Linked DNA regions of Bombyx mori: region 2 is linked to region 1. The links are chromatin contacts, called in public Hi-C maps. All regions are on one chromosome and are shown on one strand. The core of a region is the stretch at or near the end of the contact, and the rest is flanking DNA. Distances in the headings are between cores, read along the strand shown.

Region 1 (4,905 bases), core at 1,643-4,142:
TAGTTCCAGCTGTCAAGTAAATTATACATTCTTTTCTGCTTTTACTTGATGCTTAAAAGATTAAAACTTAAGACAAAACAATAAAAAAATTAATGATTTGAATTCATTATCTTATTAACAAAAGTCCGAAAGGAGGTAATTGTTTTCTTAAATGTTTTCCCTAATCATTGGTAGCCCAAGGGGCTATTCCAACTATGCTCAGACTGGTAAATATATATCATAATGTAAACTTTGCCATCCTGACTTTAAGATAAGTCTCAATTATTTTGTGTAAGGGTTGTCTCACCTTTCAAACCAGAAAACATGACTATTATGTGGCAGTAATAGACAAAATAGTGTTGACTACCAGTGTGAACATTAATTATACACAGTATTCCCTGTTACCAGTAGTTATTAAGCAAGTTGTGGAATAATAATTGGTTTTTAGTTAAATATGTAATATAATTTCTTTGCCTTGGAAGTCAGTCCTTAAAAAACTTGCACATGCCTATGAGACTTTAACACTAAAATTGTAACATCCCTTGAAACATGTACACTGCAGACTCATCCTTTAAGCCATGATGAGTTCCATTTATTTTTAATTATCAATCTCATGTGTCCATTGGAATACACATTCAAAATAATAAAAACACTTAACTAACAGGAAATGAAATGAATGGTTTAAAAATATCAGAAACAACAATCGTTTCTTCTAATGTAGTGATATTCAGTGCTATAGTCGGATTTTTAATTAGACGAAGCTAGCTGACAGTAGCTAATGTCACTTTGTGAAATAATGTTGCTATATTTAAAGTAATAGTGATGCGTTCAGTTCTCGTTCAATCACAAATGAACAATGAGTGTGAAGAGTTAATCATTAATTTCAAACTATAAAAGAGTATTATTTATATTTTACAATAAAATTGTATTAAAGTGCTCCAATATATGTTGCTAATAGTATGTAACTACAATCAGCTTTTTTTATTTTCATTACCTACCTATAATTGTTATATTTTATACATCTATAATTTCAACTACATGATGTATTGGAAATATGACAGTCTTACAAGCTTCCTCGCAGTGTTTTTCTTAATTAAAACACTCGGTATTCAGTACAGGTAGATACTATAGGAACATAATATTTCGTCGAAAACTCGTTGGTATGTACAAAGCACGCCTAAAATTCGAAACCCGTACCCGATATCGGCAATTCGGCACACCAACTGTTCACTAGACAATCGAGGCAATTTTATTAATTCAGGAGTTTTTTCAATCGTTCACTTTGTCACAACATTATTTTTATTTCATCAAAAACTGACAACACAGTAAACGTCAGTTGACTTCGTCTAATAAAAAATCCGACTATAGTATTCTATATTAAGTATATTTGTATTAAATATTTAGATATCTTAATGTTTAAATATATAAATATGGCTTTGTTTAGCAAATTTGGCAAAAACAAGTCAAGTTGATGATATGCATAATATTCTGACATACCACTGTAATGAGATCTGTAAAATTGACGTCAGTTTTTATACTATGTATTTGTAAATAAATGTACCTTTCGTATATCCGTTGGATACTTGCTGCGCACTAAACACCATGCGTATTCAAACTGGGCTTTGTGGGAAACGTTCCCTTGATGCAATTGTTCATGAAAGACCCTCTCGAATTTCTACAAAAAAAAAAACAAACAAAGATTTATGAACAATTGTAAATTTATTTGTGAGTCACTATCAACAACAAAGTTTTAATCGTTACTTGCAAATCTTCCGATGAAACAATCTCGTCTAATACGTCTTCCATTGTAGCCGGTTACTATAAATGATAACTTTGATTAGATATTTAACGTTTACAAAAAGAAAAATAGGTGTACCGTGTAAGGTTTATTACGAGAAATTGGTAGATTTGCAATGCAGAATAAATGGAATTATGGATTGTTTGACAATTTTGACATTGAATGTTTGACATCGTTCATGATGATTCAGTGGCACTTAAGTTTTTCCAGGTTAAGAAAGGCAAAAACATCCGACCACACAGTATATTTCGAAATAATTTAGGTACTGAAAAAGTTAGAAAGTACATTTACTTAGTATTATAAAAAAGACCTAGTAACAAAGCCAAAGGGATTAAAAGTCTTTATAGAAAAGACTAAAGTCATATCTCGCTACAATTTTTCAAGCAAATGATTTTTTTTCTCTATTTATTCGTTGGTAGCTTAAGAAGCTATTCCCGACGGCTAGGTAAGCTCACAAACTCGACCTGAAAGAATTTGCTACCACTAGTCCTACTAGAGTAGGCTTCGCATAATCTACTTGCGTGTGGCACCGTTTTGTTGAATAACGCTCTGACCTTCTGACGCTTCCATAAGATATTTACGAATCGGTACTAAATTTAGATCGTCGTGAAGATTTACATTCCTCACATACCACGACGCTCTGACGGCTATCCTGCAGAAACAAGATTGGATGACCTGGAGAGAGTTAACGTGTGTACGGGCCGCATGACATGACATGAGCGAAAACCTAACGATACGAATACCACAGGCAACACACGCATAGGTACAATGTTCGAGATCCCTGCAGCAAAAGTGTCACTGCTTAAACTGAATTAAAATTACAGACAGAGATTAAGTTTAAAACATAGAGTTACTATACTTATTAACTCCATGGTTTAAAATCTATGGTACATACGGTAACCATAGATTATACACTTAATATATTCGAGAACGGTAACCACCGAACGAGAAAACACTTGAACAAAGAATTAAATCAAATCAAATTGAATTGTCAAATTTGGTCAAATTGATAAGTTCTTTTGTGGGCCGGCAATTGCTAGGTATACGTAGTAGATAGTGTAAAAGACAGCTCATAGTTTTTTTAACAACCCATAATCCTATTAGGGACATCACAATGCAAAGTGTAATAAACACAGTAAAGGGAACTGCTCTTGGCGTGGCCGGTTACTTGACACCGGTGTTGAAGGTACGTTTATCACGATCATTATTAATTACATACATATTGAAATTACTCATTATATATATGAATCGGTGACTGACCGAACATATTGATAATCTTTTTACCCTGTAAAAATAAATATTTATTTCTATGCTTCATATTTATTTAAAATGTAATATTCTGTAGTGAGTGTCTCACAATTTGAACGGTAATTCCAGAATATGGGGATTTGAGGATCATTTGCAAGTCAATTAGGTTACTAAGAAATTTGAAAACAAACCAAAGGCTTATTTATATTAACTTCACTTATTTCTAGGAATCGAAATTTCAAGAAACTGGTGTACTGACTCCTGAAGAGTTTGTAGCTGCTGGTGACCACCTGGTACACCACTGCCCTACCTGGCAGTGGGCAAAGGGAGAGGAAGCTAAGATTAGGCCTTACCTTCCTGCAGACAAACAATTCCTTATAACTCGAAATGTGCCATGCTACAGACGATGTAAACAAGTAAGCTAAAACAATTTTTGTAAGTTACAATAGATATCACGGCTTCTTCAGTTTTTATGACAACCTCCGCAAGAAGTTGTCATTTTGCAATAGCTATTTCAAAATTTTTGTAGTTATTGTGGGTGACTCACATGTATTTATTTATTTTATAATATTTTATTATAATTACACTACACAACAACACATACATACTTACTTTATTTTATATCAACACATTCATTTATCACACAATCATACAAAACATTATTTACACTAAACAAAATTAAATCCACAACTAAAGTCGGGCGATAACTGCAGTATAGCGGCGACGATAATATTTCGCTAGTACATCGGTGCATAGACGAACCGGTCGTTGCATTTTTACCGATCCACCGCCACCAGTCGAAATCTGATATGCGAGCATGCATCCCGTGTTATTCTTTCTGTACTACGCCTTTTAATTATTACTTTTTGTTTCGTGTACCGCTTGTGTTGCTTGGACTATCTATTTCTTGTTACTTTCACCTTCTTTGTATATTTTGTGTTCGTCTTAAATAAAAACTTTCTTTGTGTCCATTTGTATTTGGAAAGACATTATAATTACAACCATCGCCCAAGATGACTAAAGTTATCATAGTCAAGCACAACTGAAGTGTTGAATTGTGTTTATTTAATTTGAAATTTCTTTGTCTAATGACTAATGTCTTTCTAACACTTTGTAAAATAATTTTTTACTTTTACACATGTGTAAACACAAAACTATCTGGATAAAGTAATAATCTAGAGCATGATCTTGTGATGCCTAGACCTTTTTTGTTTTATATAAGCTGAAAGTTTCTCTGTGGATGTCTCCACACGGCTGAGAACAAGTACTTACTAAGGAGTTTTGATTATGGTTACTTGAGCTTGTAACAGGCAGTAAAGTTGTATTGAATTGTACTTCAAATTTGTTAAATTATAAAGGTATTTTTTTTAATAAAATTAATAATCACATAATCTATTGCTGGACACTTAGTAAACTTGCAACCCTATAACCCAAATAGTATAATTACCAAATTAACTCATTTTGCAGTTTCAATTGTATGCTGTTACCATAACAGTGATAAAGTATTAGATTCCAACGATTCCCACTTACACCTAAATTCCTAGATTGCCTAACAAAGCTCCATTATATTAGATACTAAAGATTTTATTCTGGTTTGTGAAGGTTTTATATAGACTGCTTTGTGGTAAAATATCCGTGCCAGCTCAACATTTTCTTTTATACTGCTGTTATACTATCACGAAAAATAGGCGCAATTTAGAGACATCAAATAATAGAGAATTTCCTGCTTGTTGGGTTGTACTTCATCATGGTAGCGGAGATCACTTAAAATAAGTAGCATAATTAATTTTAAAAAATAGTACTCGATATTTGAAAAATTTCTTGGTATTTATTTAAAGAAAAAAAAATACATTAGAAATTAGAATAAAAAATACACATAT
Region 2 (4,905 bases), core at 823-3,322, 540 kb before region 1:
GTAAAAAATTTGCAATACAAGACATAATATTATAGTAATTGACAAATAAATATAAAATTGCTTTCGGTGCATATACTGTGCGTATTTCTTAATTTATTTGTGTATTTACATAGGTGTACTAGAATTATTTCCCAAAAATAAATTCGGGTGAATTCCTAACATGAAATAACCAAAATTAATTTAAATAATATTTGAATGGCATTATTTTCTGTTTATATCATAGAAACATTACCGTTGATTCTCTAAAATTATCTTAAATTACGTCGAATTAAAATGAACAAAAAGCAATAGGTAGTAAGTTTATGGACTTCGATCAATATCCGACTAAGATTTGATTTAACAGTTATAACTCGCAAGAAAACCAGAAAACCCAAACGAATTTTGCGGAATTCAACTCTAGGTCATTCAAATAAGTTTCTATCGGTTAATAAAATAATGTTAAAAAACAAAGAATCTAACGAGCTAAGTACCAGTATATAATTTAGGGATGTGACATGCTTTTAATTCTTCGATTGTTTTGAATCATAGTGAGTAATGTAAGTAAAATTTGAAATAAATAATTTACAAAATTAAAATGAAAAACTTTTATTTAGCGAAATATAAGTTAAAGCTAACAAAAAAGTAAATGTTTTTTTTATTTAAGCTAATCAGTAAATTATAATTACGCACATCTTCACATAATTGGTCGGCAATGGCCTCAGGCTTGTGAGCGTTGAGACTGGGCTTCGTGAAAACGGTCATGATAAGATTATTATCAAACACACCCTAATCCACTACGATTTCAACTTCAATAAATATTCAGTGTTACAGAAACGCAGTCTTGAAATGACTGACAAAATTCATCAATAATTTCATGCGTTGCTAGATACCAAAATCTTTACGCCATATAGCAACATTTGTGTTTTAGTCGATTGAAACGAATTGATCAAGACCTTCATAGTAATTTCGAACTCGACTAATTTTATCAATAGTAACAATTCTCATTTTAGTTATTGATAGTTCATGAACAAAGCTGTCATTCTAACCGTTACTATCCTTCCATTTTTTTATGTATTACTTCTTCAATCATTACGACTTCCACGATGAAGTTGTAACATTTTGTAATAAAAACCAAATCTGTCAAGTTTGTAAATTAAGAATAATTACTGGTGTTAAAGCGTATTTTAAACCCGCATGGGTAGATAGGTACCATAGATAGGGCCGTATAGGTATTCGGTCTATTTGATTTTTTTACGATGAGCGCATGAGACATGAGTTGCCGTAAAATTCAACAAGCTATCCGAGGAATGAAACAAAATTAAGTGTATTTTTTATAACGTAAACACAAATTACTATAACAATATTTAAACTCTGGCTAAACCCTTTTTTTTTAATAAAATGATATTCATTATTTGCATATATTGAAATTATTTTTTACACCGAAGTATCGGCTTCTAATGAGCGAAAACAACTATTTAAATTCATACAATAATTATTAAATTCATAAATAATACTATTCATCCTTAGTAGTATTCTTACCTTGCTTTTTCTACATAACTTTCTCTACTATTCTTATTCCTATTTACGGTACACCAAGAAGTTCTGTTGCGAAGTAGAGCTTGTTGTGAATCTGCAGAAATTGAAGAAGTTGAAGATTTCTGTGTTTACGTTCTAGTCTGAGAGGTAGGATTTTTTGAGTTTCGAGGCGAACAAGACCTAGCTTTATTCCAATGACAACTAGACATTATATGGGCTGTGAACTTGTCTGCCTTTATGTAGCAGCGATAATAAAAATAAAAATACTGAATTTGATGGGAGATTTTCATCTCAAACCTCGTCGTACCGTTAAGATAGTATCACTAACTGCAATGACTGGACGAAGGACTCGATTAAAATATAAAATTGATTAAATTGATTGATTAAATGCTTACTTTGTATTAAAAATACTCAATTTCAATGATTCTACACTGTATTCATTGAAACAAAAACGAATATTAAAATTGAAAAAATATTTTTATCCCAAAACTCTGTTTGACTTGGCATTGGCCAGTATTCCTAAAACATTTTTAGTTGGCAACACTGATCAGACAAGTCAAGTCATAAATTCCTAAAATAAAAAGATTTCTGAAGGAAACGGACTATCCTTTATGAGTTGTAGAATATTTCGTGAAAATAGAGGTTAAACCACCATCGCTCGTATAGTGGCGTAAAACATGTTTGATTAGTTTACTGCTTAGTAATTTTATGTTGATTCTTTGTTTCTTTGTGTAATTACCACGTACTGTGTCGAGACAGCGAGCACAGATAAAATGGCGACTGATCAAGCGAAAAACCGCATGCATGTGTTCAAGAATGCAGGCAAAGATGTCGATGTAAGTATACGAATGAATATATTATAGCGTAGAAAAAATACCATGCGAACTAGGCTTGACGAGTCTTGGACTCACTTTGCATTTTTTGTTTCCAGGAAATGCGCAGGCGAAGGAATGAAGTCACAGTCGAGTTAAGAAAAAACAAAAGAGAGGAAACACTTCAGAAACGGCGTAATGTGCCCATTAGCTATTCTACCGATGAGGAGGAGATCGACAAGAACCTCGCTACCACCGACCTTGATGAGCTGGTGATGAACGCTGCCAACGCAGAAAACCCTGAAGCACAGTTGGCTGCTGTGCAACAATGCAGAAAACTGCTCTCGTGTGATAAAAACCCGCCTATTGATGAGCTCATAGCTGCTGGAATACTCCCCATCCTAGTTCAGTGCCTTTCGAGGGCTGACAATCCAGCGTTACAATTCGAGACCGCTTGGGCTTTAACAAACATAGCTTCCGGAACGTCTGCACAAACAAACAAAGTAGTCCATGCCGGTGCAGTACCTGTATTCCTTCAGCTCTTGATGTCACCTCATGAAAACGTATGTGATCAGGCAGTATGGGCCCTCGGTAACATAATCGGCGACGGTCCAGTCCTTCGAGACTTTGTGATAGAACTAGGAGTTGTCAAACCACTACTGAGCTTAATCAAATCAGACATACCAATCCCATTCCTCAGGAATGTAACATGGGTGATTGTCAACCTCTGCAGGAGTAAAGATCCACCACCACCTCTGAAAACCATCCAGGAGATACTGCCTGCCTTAAATGTTCTAATCCTACACAACGACAGTAGTGTGAGTAAATAATTTTTTTGTTTACAAACATATTATGTGGCTGATCAAGTTATGTTGAGTTTAAAACTTGTCTGCTGTCACCGAAATCTTATATCTTATGTCAGTGTATTTTAAATAACCATTAATTAGACAAGCAATATTTAATTTATCAAATTAAAACTGAGCCATTTTCAAGCATATATGAAACATACTCATGACATTTCTCTAAACTTGACTTGACAGAAGACAGAAGCTTGACAGCCATATGCCTACAAAGGCAATAAAAAAAATTTGTAATTTAGAAAAATTAATTTGTAATATAGTGATGAATATAAAACAAGTGCTTCTGTCATATTAATTATAATATATTTAAGTGATATGATATTTTAAGCTTCATCACGATAAAAGAAACCTACTAAAAATAAAATGTAAGACAGATAAAAGGACATTGACCTTATAACTAAATAGCTGATATTTTACAGGTTCTTGTTGATACTGTTTGGGCCATTAGTTATCTAACAGATGGGGGCAATGAACAAATCCAAATGGTGATAGAATCTGGTATAGTAACAACCTTGATTCCGTTGTTGTCGCACAAGGAAGTGAAAGTACAGACGGCCGCCCTAAGAGCAGTTGGTAACATTGTCACAGGAACAGACGAACAAACTCAAGTTGTCCTGAACTGCGATGCTCTCTCACACTTCCCGGCTTTACTGACTCATCCGGTGAGTAAATTTTTAAAGTATTTTAAAGTTAAAGATTTGTTTTAATCACAAATTATACAATATTTTAGGATTTTGATAAACTTGCAAATACAGATATCATCAAAAGTAAAAATGCATAAGTATTTCTCTGTACTGCTCGCATTAATGGAATAGATCATCTTTTTCTGTGGTTTCATTATAAGTTTAAAGTAATATTCAATAAACGTAGTGCATTATATTAATTAAACACCGCTTGTTATCAAATATTATAGTATTGGTCTAATGACAATCAACAGATAAGAATTTAATTCTTTTACTGACAGTAATATTATTTGTATTTTGTGTAAATTTTGAAATGAAAACAGCACAGAAAGATAACAGATCATTGTATGATGAGGATAATGATTAAGAATTATCGTCGTCATATTATTTGTCATCGTCGTGGCCTAAAGGATAAGACGTAAGGTGTTCGAATCTCAGGCGGGTACAAATTTTTCTAATGAAATACGTACTCAACAAATGTTCACGATTGACTTCCATGGTGTAGGAATAACATCGTGTAATAAAAATCAAACCTGGAAAATTATAATTTGCGTAATTACTGGTGGTAGGACCTCTTGTGAGTCTGCACGGGTAGGTACCACCGCTCTGCCTATTTCTGCCGTGAAGCAGTAATGCTTTTCGGTTTGAAGGATGGGGCAGCTATTGTAACTATACTTGAAACCTTAGAACTTATATCTCAAGGTGGGTGGCGCATTTACATTGTAGATGTCTATGGGCTCCAGTAACCATTTAACACCAGGTGGGCTGTGAGCTCGTCCACTCATCTAAGCAATAAAAAAAAAGAATTTACCCTTCACTTAAATTGACTATTGTTCATAGAGTAAAACGATAGTTAAAATAGAAGAAATTTTAAAATCTGTAGAAGGTCTTTTTTTCTGGTATTAAAAAGTAGCATAACAGTATGTTCATCAAATCCATAGATTAAGCAGATAAGCTGATGTAATAGACAGATGCTTAGTCACTTGCCATTGACAAAATACAAATAAAAACTCACTATTTATTGTCAAAGAATGA

What was found. A called contact is a pair of places that touch in the nucleus more often than the background predicts.
Region 2: a Hi-C map of posterior silk gland shows a contact between it and region 1, with 1.8 times the contacts expected there. The contact joins the promoter of LOC732872 here to the promoter of LOC100216351 in region 1. A contact is called at or near these places in 3 of 7 Hi-C or Micro-C datasets (middle silk gland, posterior silk gland and whole pupa).

The regions. Positions count from the first base shown.
Region 1 is chr4:17,562,589-17,567,493 of ASM3026992v2, reverse strand. It overlaps LOC100216351 (autophagy related protein Atg3-like protein), which reads left to right and starts at 2,892. Exons shown (of 7, transcript NM_001142489.1): 1 at 2,892-2,963; 2 at 3,253-3,441. The coding sequence starts at 2,892. LOC101738081 (mitochondrial fission 1 protein) reads right to left here and starts at 1,966. Exons shown (of 5, transcript XM_004925765.5): 1 at 1,741-1,966; 2 at 1,541-1,654. The coding sequence starts at 1,785.
Region 2 is chr4:18,106,606-18,111,510 of ASM3026992v2, reverse strand. LOC732872 (karyopherin alpha 3) reads left to right here and starts at 2,072. Exons shown (of 9, transcript NM_001046875.1): 1 at 2,072-2,351; 2 at 2,447-3,145; 3 at 3,607-3,849. The coding sequence starts at 2,289. It overlaps LOC101739397, which reads right to left and starts at 858. Exons shown (of 4, transcript XM_062668400.1): 1 at 670-858. The coding sequence starts at 741.